3 separate regions of the Rattus norvegicus genome follow, and regions 1 and 3 are each linked to region 2. The links are chromatin contacts, called in public Hi-C and HiChIP or PLAC-seq maps. All regions are on one chromosome and are shown on one strand. The core of a region is the stretch at or near the end of the contact, and the rest is flanking DNA. Distances in the headings are between cores, read along the strand shown. Region 1 holds the start of Dnaja1 (DnaJ heat shock protein family (Hsp40) member A1). Region 2 holds the start of Aco1 (aconitase 1). Region 3 holds the start of Aptx (aprataxin).

Region 1 (4,474 bases), core at 1,629-4,128, 580 kb after region 2:
GGAGATCTTCAACACTTAACCATAAAATACTGGAAACTGCTGAAACATTGAATAGGGAACAGGAAACCACATCAAAAATAACAAGGCTGATTTATTTACCCCAACAAAACGATGTTGTAAACAACTCGTGCAAGACGGTTTTCTTTCTTCTTTTTTTTTTTTTTTTTTTTTTGGGAGCTGGGGACCGAACCCAGGGCCTTGCGCTTCCTAGGTAAGCGCTCTACCACTGAGCTAAATCCCCAGCCCCTGTTTTTTTTCTTCTTTGCAGTCCTAAGAGTTGCACCTGGGGCTTGAACAGGCTAAGAAGCACTCATTCTGTGAGTTAGGTTCTCACTCCCAAAGATGGTGTTACACCTAATTCGAGTGACCTTGAGTTCACCAGCCTCTTGGTTCTGCTTCCTAGTTCTGAAATTTCAGGTGAGATCTCATTTCCGTGCCCCCCCCCCAAAAAAAACACATATGAAGTTGCTGGACATTTTTTGGGCTGTTTGTTTGTTTTGAGATAGTGTCTTACTCTGTAGCTCTGTCTGTCCTGGAACTTGCTATGTAGACTGGGCTGGCCTCTGTATCAGAGATCTGCCTGCCTCTGCCTTCAGAGTAAAGGCGGACTTTATCAGCCTAGCCCGATTTTTTTTTTTGTTTGTTTGTTTGTTGGTTTGTTTGTTTGTTTGGTTGGTTGGTTTTGGGGTTTTTTTTGTTTGTTTTTTTTTGTTTTTAATTCTGTTTTTTTTTTTTCTTCTCTCATTACAAGTTAAGTTCCTTGAGGGTAGGGGCCATGGCTTACAAAAGTTTTGTATTGACAAGGCCTAGAGTACACCTGGCATATTAGGTAATTTACTCCAAAGCGCTGGCTTAAAGCAGCAGTTCTCAACCTGTGGGTCTTCATCCCTTTGGCAAACCTTTAGCACACATTTATATTACAACTCATAGCAGTAGTAGCATACAGTTATGAAATAGCAATGAAAATAATTTTATGGTTGGGGGGTCTCCACAACATGAGCTAGAATAAAGGGTTGCAGCATTAGGAAGGTGGAGAACCCCTGCTTTAAAGACATAACCTATTGCTAGATGTGATATCTGAGAAGGCAACATGAGATGAGAAAGATCAGATGTCTCTCAGCCAAAACCAGAGCACATAATCAACCATCTATGGCGTAGTGTTAGTGACTGAGTTTAGTGAAAGCAGTAATGGTGGTGGGGCAGAGCAGTACAACATTGAAATTCTAAAACCATTAGCTTTTTAAGACTAAGAGCTGGGCTGGAGAGATGGCTCAGTGGATAAGAGCACTGACTGCTCTTCCAAAGGTCCTGAGTTCAATTCCATGTTGTGGCTCATAACCATCTGTAATGGGATCTGATGCCCTCCTCTGGTGTGTACGAAGACAGCAACGGTATCCTCATAAAAGAATAAAAAAAAAAAAAAAAAAAAGACTAAGAGCTAAAGATGTCTTTGGGCAGGTTTGAAGGCAGCCTTTACAGCTCCCTTAGCTCTGGCTACATCCCTGTGACCTCCTTAAAGCACTGCTCAGCTGGTGAAGCACAGAAGACCCGAGTTACCTGTGTAAAGGAGAGAACTACAATAATGGTCCACAGTTAAAACACACACAATATAACAAACATTTAACACATCTTATTCCACAAAAGTCTAAGCAGGAGGCCCCATGGTCTTCCTCTTCACAACTGCTCAGAGGCTGAAGAGTTCAGAGTTTGAAGCCAGCTTTGGCTACAAAGAGAGTACCAGGCCAGTCTGGGCTCAAAAACAAGGCTAAGGGGTGTAGAGAGATAACTAATCCGTTTAAAGCACTGGTTGCTCTTGCAGAGGCCCCAGGTTCACTTCCTAGCATCCACGTGGTGACTTAAAATTATCTGTACCTCCAGTTACCACAGGAACTAGGTATGCATGGGGTGCATAGACACACATGTAAACAGAACACTCATATACAAACAGTAACTAAAAAAACCTTAGAAGTCAAACAAGAAAACTAAATAATAAAATGTGACTAAGTTATCTGGAATAGTCAAATTCATAGATTCTATGTCTCTGGCTTCCTTGGGCACCTATACACACAGATACACACGATTGGAATTAAATCTTTTTAAACTATGTGAACTCTTTAAGCTTGCACCTCCACTTCTTTGATGTGTCTATTGTGTTACTGAATAAGAAAAACATTCACTGTCCCTTGAAAGCTTAAGATTCAACTTTGCCAACTATAGATTTTGATTCACTAACTGGAAATAAAAACGGTCAAAAAATTGAAACAATAAACTAAAGCAATTAATTTCGTGTTTTGCTGCTACTCTGCAGCCAAACTGGGTGGCAGACTGACTAAAAAGGTGCGTGAAGCATTCTAAATGTTTCCTGTTTGGTGCAGTCCCAGGTTCTGTCCGCCCAAGTCAGAGCCAGAAGGATCTGAAGCCTGGGCTCATCCAAAAAGCTGTGACAGGAGTGCGCTTGGGTGAAACCACCGGATCCAAAGCCTGCAAGGCTAGTCTAGGGACTAGGCCCGCCTTGCTCAGCATTTCTTGCCCGCAAGGCTCAGAGCTAAGGAGCTGCAGAAAATTAGACTCCGGTGAGGTTAGGATCCCTTCTGCACAGCGCCTGAAGCACTCGTCCCCGGCTTACGGCTCTGGGACATGACCTCTCCACCTCAAGACTTCCGCCCTCTGGTACCTCGCATAAAGAAAAAGCCTCTAGAAGATTCTACAAGGATCGGGAACCCGGGCCTGAGTCCACCCCCACAAGGCCCTTGGGCGCAGCCACTCTCCGCCCCCGCGCCGTTGCCCAGGTAACCGAGGGGCGGTGGCAGAAGCGAGGGGCGGGACTTCCGGCAAGTGACGCGCCCGGGCTCCGCTACAAAAGAGGTCGGCTGCGGCGGGCCGGGCGGAACTTTCCAGAACGCTCGGTGGGTGGTAGAGGAGCAGCGTCTGGCCGAGCTGCGCTGTGCTACGCTCCTCTTTCCGCTCTCCGGCGCCGGCCCGCTCACCGGTGAGTCTAGGTCCTTGGGTCTCCCTCGGTCGCGGCGTGCGGCCTGGGCACCAGACAGCCGGGGAAGCCGCAGCCGGAGGCGGTTGGTCCCGCGTGGGCGGGGACTGTGGGTTCCCTGAGCCGGGCTCGGTCTTCGGAAGGCTGCCGGGAATGCCCGGCGCCCTGCCCGCCCGCACGCCACGAGGCGGCCCAAGGCCGAAGCCAATTCGCCTCCCGCCTCAGACTCTTCGGTGCGCACCGCCGCCCGGGCTGGGTGGGCAGCGCTGCGCACGCGCGGACCGAGGCAGGGGTGAGGGGCTGCGGGAGGAGCGGGGCGGAGGCTGCGGCTTGCGCTTCTCCTGGCTCTCCTCCCTTTCTTTGTTGAGTCCGGCCTTCCCCCTCCGCCTTTTCGATCAGGGTGGGAGGGAGAAAGGAAGGAAACCTTAACGGTCGGCGCCAGGTGCCGGGGAAACCCAGAGGGCGAGTCAGCTCCGCAGGCCTGAGGGGCGAGAGTGGGTAAGTTGCGAGCGAGCAGGAGCAGGATGGCGAAGGGGCCTGGGCACCTGCTCTCTCGAGCTGGTCTCATAAGCCACTCCTCCACCCCCGGGTGTCCAGTGTCCCTTTCCGGCGAGGGTATGGCCTTTATCAGATGTACAAAGGCAGTGGTAATGTACTAACCAGTGGATGGAACCTATCAGTGCTGCTTTGGGTTACTAGCAAAACCTCTGGGGGAAAGGAAACCGGAAGAAACCCAATAATTCATGTGTTAGTGCAGTAGAGCAGGAACCAGCTGCTAGACAGACTTTCCTTCGCCTTCCCTGAAATTTAAATTTAGTCTGTTAGAATTTACAGCTGAATCATAGCAGGAATTTTTACCTTTTAAGACGTTTAGGGAAGGCTGTATTAATATGAGATAAAGGCAAAAAACCAGATTGCTTTAGTTCTGGTAGTTAAAAACTATAAGTTAAGAGCCAGTCATCTCTCAGGAGGCAGAAGCAGATGTTTTTTTTTTGTTTTGTTTTGTTTTGTACAAAAGGTAAAAGCAAGTTTAAAATTATCATTTTCTGATTTCAGGCTGTAAAAAATGGTGAAAGAAACTACTTACTATGATGTTCTGGGGGTCAAACCCAATGCCACCCAGGAAGAATTGAAAAAGGCATATAGAAAATTGGCCTTGAAGTACCACCCTGATAAAAATCCAAATGAAGGAGAAAAGGTAAGCAGCTCAGCAGTGTTGCCATGTGAATTAAGTCTGTACGGTAGCTGTGCTTTCTAACAGTTGTTTCTAATGGGATATCCTTTTCTGAAACAGTTTAAACAGATTTCTCAAGCTTATGAAGTTCTTGCTGATTCCAAGAAAAGGGAACTATATGATAAAGGGGGCGAGCAGGCGATTAAGGAGGGCGGAGCAGGTGGAGGTTTTGGCTCGCCCATGGATATCTTTGATATGTTCTTTGGAGGAGGAGGAAGGATGCAAAGAGAAAGGAGAGGTAAGAAAAAAATCTA
Region 2 (4,831 bases), core at 375-2,874:
ACAACCTAGGGCAGCAAAACCCCCACCCCTAGCCAGGTGTTTGACCGACTAGTTACTAGTCATTCTCCCTATACAATGCTCATTCAAGTTAACTCGATGTGGAAACCTACACCGGATTTCCAAGCAACCTGGGCAACAAAACCTTACAGCCTTTCATCTAGAGCTAATCATATCTCTGAATTCACATTGACTTGAGAGGCCAAACTGCTAAACAAGTACAGAAACCCCCCCCCCCACACTCGTTCTCACAGCTCAGACTTCAGATGGGTAGACAGCATGCACTATCATGGGTTGCTACAGGCTAAAGACGAGTTGATATAAAATGTTGCATTCTGTGTAAGCTACAGAAATGTTGAGGTCCTGTTTTTCCGAGTATGTTCCTGATGCCACTTCCCGAGCTTTGGGCAAGTAAAGACAGAGAAACTCTCTTTTCAAAAGATCTGGGCGTGGTGTGGCAGGTGGACCTGCCATCTCAGTCGTAGGGAGTCGATGGTGGAAGGAGGTGGGGACACTGGAGGACAGAGATGACTGATTATGCAGTGTTCTGAGGCACTCAGAAAATAACGCCTGTACTTACCGCCCAGCATTTAAAAGAAAGGTGGAGAGAGGGCACTGTACAGGCTGGTTTTGTGTGTCACTTGACACAAATTAGTTATCAGAGAGGAAGGAGCCTCAGCTGAGAAAATGCCTCCATGAGATTCAGCTGTAAGGCATTTGCTCAATTAGTGATCAATGGGGAGGGCCCAGCCCACGGTGAGCCGTGCCATCCCTGGGCTGGTGGTGGTCCTGGGTTCTGTAAGAAAGAAAGTAAGCGGAGCAAGCCATGGGAAGCAAGGCAGTAGGCAGCCCTGCTTGAGTTCCTGTCCTGACTTCCTCCAATGAGTTGGAAGTGTAAGCCAAATACACCCCTTTCTCCTCAGCCTGCCTTTTGGACATGGCATTTCATCGCAGCAACAGAAATCCTAACAAGTCTTTTCTTCTTCTGGCTCACTGAGCTAGTCAGACACTTACAAGTCACACTCTGCCCCACGTGAGCGACAGTCGGCCTTCTCCCATGCTCCAGAAGAGGAAAAGCCTAGACACTTCCTGGGAGTGAACCACTAGCAACGCTAGATGCAGCCCCAGGGCCCAGTTTCTCCCGCCTATGGGGCGGAGCCACAAATATCAATGGCCTTCAGCTTAGGGCCTTTGTGGAGCAGGTCCTAGGCTCTGCCCCCACCCGAGGCCAAGATTCTCTGGATCTAGGGGCGGGGCCGGGTCCCGGGTCCATCCTCTCAGCCTAAGTCCCCAGGGTTGGCTCTGGGTTGGCCATGTAGGGACCTGGGATTCGTCCCTCAGTATGGCCTGCCTTCGGGCTCTGGAAAGAAGAGGTGTCCCAAGCTCTGCCCCTTGGCCGGAACCTCAAGTTCTGGCCCTTGGGGCGGAATAGGTCCTAGACTCCGCCCGTCTGCCACCGTCCGAAGGTTCGGAAGGGAGGGCGTGCCCTGAGCAGACTCCAAGCCTCAGCCATAGCCTGCAGCTTCTGAAGGGAGGAGGTGTCCAGGCTCCGCCCCTAGGGGCGTAGTGAGGCCCAGGTCCGGCCCCTCTCTTGCTGCAGCTGGTTCCGGCCCGCTCTCCCACGGGTCCCGCCTCGCAGCCGGAGCGTCCGGAGGACCGCTCAGGGGGAGGAGCGCAAAGTCGGCCTGGGTTCTTGCTTGCACCCGCCTGTGTGCTCCGTGCTCCGTGAGCCCCGCTGTGAGCGGTGAGTACCATGCGGCCCCGGGGCGTCCGTGCAGGCCTTTCCCACGGTACAGACCCGGGAACACCCGGCGATCTGCGGGGAGGCCGTGGAGCTGGCTCCTAGGGTGACCTCTCTGCCCGCTCCCCAGCCTGCGTCGCTTTGTACTGGGAGTGGCTCTTCTCGGCGCCCCGAGAGTTCTCGCCTTGGTGTGCGGGCCGCACCGCCAGGGTGTCAGTCTGCGGGGCCCGGCCCACGGGATAGAAAGGAGCGATTGTGCCCGGCATGTTAGAGACCCCAACACAGGGGAGAGACAGGTGGAGTGAGGGTGAGAGACCCCTCAGTGGAAGGGTTGAGCATAGAGTCCAAGGAGATCGATTGAGGAACCTAAGGAGAACTGGACAGTACTGCTCGGCCAGGCCAGTGCACTAGAACCGCACATCTCCCTGCAGCACGCATGACAGCCTCCAAGCAGAAGTTGCTTAACTTCTGGATTTAACACCGGCTGTGCACCTAAGGAACCTTTGTTATATAGATTGTACCTATTGATATTTTGTCGTGTATAAGTACAACGAATAGACATTTAATATACTTAATTCAGAATAGACCAATTATATTTCACATAACGGTGTGTGTGTGTGTGTGTGTGTGTGTGTGTGTGTGTGTGTGTGTGTGTGTGTGTTTAAATCCTGTATTTTCCCAAACACTGTTAGGGCATTTTTTAACCTTTCTACAAACCTCTGCTTCGAGGAAGACACTCAGCCTGTTGCGGTATGACATGTCATGTAGTTTCTGTATACTTTCAAGTATATCATTGAAAATGTAACATTGTGTTGTTTAGAACTGGTGTTGACAGTCCAGATACTTGCACCTGTGTTTCTCTGCAGCGTATTTTAAAACTACTGAGGCAGCCCATGCTTAGAAGGCATAGTTCACTGGGTTTGCCACTTTGTTTATGGTTCTTCCGCTCAGCACCATGGAGCTAGTTAACCTCTGATAGATACTCAGGAGCACTGTGGACCTCACTTCAGAACTGAGTACGAGATCCCCACAGATGGTGGTGACTCTTGGCTTCTGCAAACTCAATGCCTTTCATGTGTATCTTGGTTGTTTCTATGTAAACATCCATTTCCATGTAAGCATCGGTTTGCTGCATTGATGTAGCAAACCAGACCTGTGGGTTCGGGAGGTGTGTATGACTAGGCCATGCCAAACGTGTAGGGGTTGGTGTAAGCTTACCAAGTAACTGAGAGGTCATCTCTAGAATATCAGGTGGCACGTTTTTACCTCCTTTCCCCGATGTTCAGTTCTGTCTGTGGTTTCTAGCTTTGTATTTGTTGAAGTATGTGTCCCAGTCTCTGAATTCTGCTACTTTCACATTCCTGGTGAGCTCTGTGTGTGGTCCTTCCTCTGACACTAGAAAGCAGATGCCTAGCGTGTCGGTGTGTGATAGATGGAATCCTGCTTTAGATTCTTCCCTTTGTTGCATGCTGTCTACATAAATTTGAGATAGAAAATGTATACATATTATCATTCATATATATACATATGTATATATGTGTATATATATAGCAAACAAAGTTCTTTATCTTCTACCCAAAGAGGCTATTGTGTTCGGGTAGAACAGCTTAAGCACTTTGGACAATACATTAGAAATTATTTCTGCACACGCTGTTGCTCCCACAGTTGGGAAAAGGGGACTGGGATCTAAACTCTGAGCACTTGTGTTATAGTATAAGACTTCACATTGATGCTGGAGTCTCCCTTATTTGTCCCTGGAGTAGATCTATATCTCATCCCCAACTCTTCTGGACCTTGGGAAATTGATAATTTTGAAAGATGAAGGGGGTTGGGGATTTAGCTCAGTGGTAGAGCGCTTGCCTAGGAAGCGCAAGGCCCTGGGTTCGGTCCCCAGCTCCGAAAAAAAAAAAAAAAAGAACCAAAAAAAAAAAAAAAAAAAAAGAAAGATGAAGGGCCTGTCTGGAAGTCAAGAGCATAGGTGACAACTGTTCCGTTGAGATAATTTCCTCTCTGTTTGTGTACATGAAACATGGTCATGTAAGAAAAGCAATATCTGCTAGTAAAGTGTGCATTGAAAGCACATGCAAAGGAAGCCAGAGGCCTACATGGGAAGACGACAGTTGAGATAAATGGCATTTATTACCATGTGCCTGGCAAACAACATTCTTTGTCTTGTTTTCTCCATTCTTCTGTATTGTAGGAGAAAATACCTCTCCATGGGGTGGCTATGGTCTGGATAGGGAAATCCCTTCCAACCTGTGTCTGTTCTTGGCTTAGCCTTGTGGAGCTTCATTGATCTCTCAGAACCTTAGTGTCCCTGCCTTTACAACTAGGCTGTTGATAGTAGGAGTCCCAAGTACCCATGGTTTCCTGAGAGAGATTCAGTGTTTGTGTTTGTTTCTTCTCAACTCTGTGTTCAGCAGTGTTACATTTCTGTAGCTTGGAATAGGCCATGATGAGAATATTTATTTACACCATGGAAGTCATCCAGCACTTCATGTCTGAGCTTTTTCTACCCAGGAACAAATTGCTAAACATTTACCAGCACACTGCTGCTGTTGTTGGAGCCAAGGTGCATCTAATTTGTTTGGTTTCTTTTCTTTGGCAAAACCAGACCCCGTGGCTTGAACAAAGATACAAGGTATGGGGTGTTTATTTTGAATTTTCCAAATTTTTGATAAATGGGGGCAGGGGAGGCTGTATTTAAAATATACTGATATTGATCAACATTTTGTCTCTCTCTCTCTCTCTCTCTCTCTCTCTCTCTCTCTCTGTGTGTGTGTGTGTGTGTGTGTGTGTGTGTGTGTGTGTGTGTGTGTGTGAAAAACCAGACAGCAAAAACCACAGCCATGCAGTTCTGCTGCTGTTCCTGTATGAAAGTAGCCATGGCATTGTATAAGCAAAGAAGCATATCTGTGTTCACATAAAACTTTATTTACAAAACAGGCACTGGGCCATAGTTTACAAACCCTTATACTAGACTATATTGTAAAGTGGAGCCCTGTTTCAAAAACATCTTCTATGTCAAAAAGGAGATTCTTTGGGAATTCTGGGACTGGAACCTCCAAGATGGACGTATATGGAAGTTGAAGC
Region 3 (4,241 bases), core at 1,317-3,816, 560 kb after region 2:
GGGTCTTAAAGCCCACCCCACAGTGACACACCTACTCCAACAAGGCCACACCTCCTACTAGTGCCACTCCCTGGGCCAAGCACAGACAAACCATCGCATTAGGGAACCCAAATGATCTTGGCAAGTGGCGTGCGGCCTGAAATCTATCTTGAAGCACTGTTAGCACTGAGCTTCTGAAGGGCCACTAGCACAAGTATGGAGCTGAATTTCCAATTAATTTAAGCACAAGTGACTGTGGAGACTTGAATTTAAGACTGTCAGCCTCTAATTCCTCAGAGGTTACTTATTTCACAGAACTGGCCCCAGTGGCCATCCTTCTCACTCTTCCCTCCCCAGACATACACGCGGGCACCTTTACACACACAGACATCATCATTCTAAGCATGGTATTCTGATGTTGACTTATCCTTCTCTCCTTCCTAGAGACCCAAATCTTAGATTTCAGGTCCCATCTCCTTGGAGGCCAATGGAGTTGTCATCTTCTCACAGCCTTAGGAACGAACTCCCCTCTGTATCCCCATTCGAGAAACATGGAAGAAAAGTCTTGGAAGACTGCTGCTGGCCTGCTCTTGTATCCCAGGATCCCAGGTGTTCAGCATAACCTATTAAGAACATACTACATGGGGGGCGAGAGGGGGGGAGGGCTGGGGAGATGGCTGAGTGGTTAAGAGCACTGACTGCCTTCCAGAGGAGCCAGGTTCAATTCCCAGCACCCACACGGCAGCTCACAACTGTCTATAGCTCCAGTTCCAAGAGGATCCAACACCCTCTTCTTGCCCCCCATGACCACTGCATGCACATGGTACATGCAGGCAGGCAAAACACTCATACACAAAATAAAAATGTAAAAAAAAAAAAATTAAGACATTCTACACAGTGGGTACTATGCTAAATGTCTCATTTACAAGGTCTCACCTTCACTATGGAAAATTAAGGCACAGACAAGTAAGTACCGTGTCAAGCAACCAAGACTCTGTGCCAGAGTTAGAATTTCAACTCTTTCCAAAGAATGGGTTCTTTTTTTTTTCTTTTTTTTTTCTTTTTTTTTTCTTTTCTTTTTTTTTTCCGGAGCTGGGGACCAAACCCAGGGCCTTGCGCTTGCTAGGCAAGCGCTCTACCACTGAGCTAAATCCCCAACCCCCAAAGAATGGGTTCTTAACTACTACACGATACTGTTTGGGGGCTCACTCACTCAATCTCAATCAAGATTTTTTCATGCCTACTATGTGCTTCATGCTATTCTAGCACTGGGAGTCAAGAGCTAATGCATATGTCCTCCTTTCAAAAGCCTCCAATCTCACAGAAGACCCAGAAATAATTATAATCAGTGGGGTATGATTTGCCTGTAGAAAGAGTATTATAGAAATACAAACCCTTAGTACCCTGTGAAGGAAAGTTTTCTGGAGATGGGATGGGCTTATAAACTTGATTAATTTGGTAGGAGTAGGCAGCCTATCTGAGCAACAAGAACCAGAAACTGGGATTAGGAAGACAATTTCTAGGCAAAGAGAACAACAAAGGCAAACACAGGAAGACATGGCACAGTGCATGGAGAAGCATTAAGTGATAGTGGAACCTAAAACTGAAGGCAGAAGGGACCAGAGACCCCAACAAGCTCCAGATAAAGCCCCATGTGACTGGCTGACAGCTGAAAAATTGTACGTTTCAATAGATTTTGAAATTCAGCAGTCAGTGAATGCTTGCTTAAAGAATAGGAGGTGTGGGGACGACATATCAGCAAACAAGTCACTAACAACCAAGCAGGAATTGGACAAAGATTTCCTTACAAAGATCATCTTGGAAAAAAAAAGTATAAAAACCAAATATGCATTTCTTTCCCACATAAACAATTCTGTAAAAAGATTTCTATGACAGAGGTCTGCAGTCTCAGTATTAAGGAGGCACAGGCAGGATATCCAGAAGTTTGAGGTCATACTACTCTACATACTGTAAACCATCTTGAAAAAAAAAAAAATGTACAAGGCCTGTATCCCATCACTGGGAGGTAGGGACAAGGGGATCAGGAATTTGAGGCCAGCTGGGCTAGTGGGGATGCTGGGACTCTTACGAAATCCCCAATACATATCGACTCCTCCAAAGTATTCTCCATCAATTCCAAATAGATGTAATTTCAAAAGCCCCAGCTTTGTTGAATCAGTCTCTGCACTATATGAAAAAGGCCTTACTGCTTCCGGCATTATTAAGGCCCGCTGAGGACACTGCTAGGGCGCCTCAAGTTACTCTTGGAAGGCGTTTCTGGCAGAAACAGAACAGCCCCGTTGGCACGGACAGTGTCCACTGTTTATCTATAAATCTTTTCAAGCAGATCTTGCAGCCAACTAGGTACAAGAGTCGGATGGGGATGGGGGGCGGGGAGTCAGAGAGGTCGGAACAATGAGGCGGAAACCAAAACTCTGAAACACGCCCACCTGAACAGGACGAAAGGGTGGGGCTTGGTCCACCCAGAAGGAAACCTCGAACTCCACCTTCAAGGTATCCGCTCCGGGTTAGCAGCCCCGGCCAAACGCCCCTGCTGGCTTCTAACCCAACCAGCTACGAAAGCAGGCCGACCACTAGCTTACCTCGACTGCACACTTACAAACCTCCACGCTACTCCGCTGCGCCTCGCCGCTTCCGGTGCTGAAAGATGATGTCACAAACTGCTGCCTAGCAACTGGTGATGATTTCAGAGTTTTTTCCAGAATTGGCCGAAACGTTCTCTTGCCGGATACCCTGGTCGAAAAGTGGTCGTAGCAGCTAGTTGTTTCCCGTGAAGATAACTCCTTTGCCTTCTCTGAGGCATCTAGCTGTCATAGCCTCCCAGGGTCTGAATCCGGAGAGATTTCAGACAGCAATCTCCTGTGGCTTTTCTATGCAGCCAAGTCGTCTCTTAGCACTTCCTCCTCAGGAAGCTTGCTATATGTTAAAGCCATCTTTGAAAGGGAAGGAACGAGGTTGGAGGTAGTGAGACAAATTCATTCTGTAGCCCAAATTGGCCTTGAACTCGCCAGAATCTCCTCTTGCCTTAGATTCCCCAGTGCTAGGATTGCAGGTGCGAGCTACCAAACACAGCTTTGAAGCCATCGGTTAAGCTACAAGCTGGAGTGCTTTACCAACCACTCACGTTCAAATTACACTTTCCTTCTCTAAGGAGAAAAAGACTAAAGAGAGAGACAGAGGAACCCTGCTAAGATTTTTTTTTATGATGTCTTCACTAAATTAACTGAGGGCAATCAGCAAGGCAGGAGGTTGGGATGACATATTTGTACTGATTTTTATTGCAATTCCAGGACGTTCCCTAAAAGTCTTGTATTGTAAATCACCAAAGACTTCTTGGCAGATGAAAGAATTCCTATCTCGTGAGTACATCAGAGTGTAGAATCTGAAACGCAGTAGAAACTGAACCTTTCAGAGTCTTTTTTTTTTGGGGGGGGGGTTGTTTAGAAAACAAGGTTTCACTGTACCCTAGGCTAATCTCAAACTCAAGATTCCCCTTTCCCCTACCTCTGAAATACTAGGATAACAGGCTTTCACCCCCATTCTCAGCTAGGAGCTCTTTTGTTTCTTGGTCAGATGGGTTGCTATTGTTTCCTTCCGTGGAAAAGCGGGCTCCACTAGTCTAATAGAGCTGACAAGACAGGATGGGAGGATGTTCCTGGGAACAAGAGAAAGATGTGCTTTTGTTGGCAGAGAAGATGCGGGTGTATGTTAGGATCAGAGCGGGAAGGGAGGAGGCATCAAAAGCTGTGCAAGCCTCAAGGCTGAGAACTCGGTCCACAACTGCTTAAGATACGGAGGCAGATCTGGTGACCTGACAGTTTACATTTTCCCTCAGGATTAAACATCTTAGCCAAGGCTTCTACGCAGATTCCATTGTGTCTCTTACAGCTAAAAATTAAACCGGGTCATTTGTACAAAATTGGTCAGGGTTTTCATAGGCACTGTATTAGGTCTAATCCATTGTCTGCAGTGCACTGACCAGAAAAACAAGGTTGTCTAGAACAATCCATGGTTAAGGGTAGGCACTTAAGACAATCATTGGGGTTCACATTGTTTGGGGACTAAGCTCCCTGTTTCAGCTTCTCTATGAATTAAACAACTACTAATTTTTGTCTTCCACTATTCTTCTCTTAACTTCCATGGGTTTGACCAGCCTGGAAATAACATTTAAATGAAATCATGAAGTATTGGTTTTTGTAATTAATTTATTTCACTTAGCTTGGTGTCAAGTTTCATCTACA

What was found. Hi-C and Micro-C count contacts between places; a contact is called where the count stands out from the background. HiChIP or PLAC-seq counts read pairs in DNA pulled down with a chosen protein or histone mark.
Region 1: an H3K27ac HiChIP or PLAC-seq map of oligodendrocytes shows a contact between it and region 2, with 6 times the contacts expected there. The contact joins the promoter of Dnaja1 here to the promoter of Aco1 in region 2. A contact is called at or near these places in 1 of 12 Hi-C or Micro-C datasets (hepatocytes) and 1 of 1 datasets of contacts at active chromatin or transcription factors (oligodendrocytes).
Region 3: a Hi-C map of hepatocytes shows a contact between it and region 2, with 2.3 times the contacts expected there. The contact joins the promoter of Aptx here to the promoter of Aco1 in region 2. A contact is called at or near these places in 1 of 12 Hi-C or Micro-C datasets (hepatocytes) and 1 of 1 datasets of contacts at active chromatin or transcription factors (oligodendrocytes).

Annotation. Positions count from the first base shown.
Region 1 is chr5:60,635,526-60,639,999 of GRCr8, forward strand. It overlaps Dnaja1 (DnaJ heat shock protein family (Hsp40) member A1), which reads left to right and starts at 2,879. Exons shown (of 9, transcript NM_022934.1): 1 at 2,879-2,989; 2 at 4,043-4,184; 3 at 4,281-4,458. The coding sequence starts at 4,053. It overlaps Mir207 (microRNA 207), which reads left to right and starts at 3,271; the gene lies at 3,271-3,348.
Region 2 is chr5:60,054,271-60,059,101 of GRCr8, forward strand. Aco1 (aconitase 1) reads left to right here and starts at 1,625. Exons shown (of 21, transcript NM_017321.2): 1 at 1,625-1,741.
Region 3 is chr5:60,616,224-60,620,464 of GRCr8, forward strand. It overlaps Aptx (aprataxin), which reads right to left and starts at 2,567. Exons shown (of 9, transcript NM_148889.2): 1 at 2,430-2,567.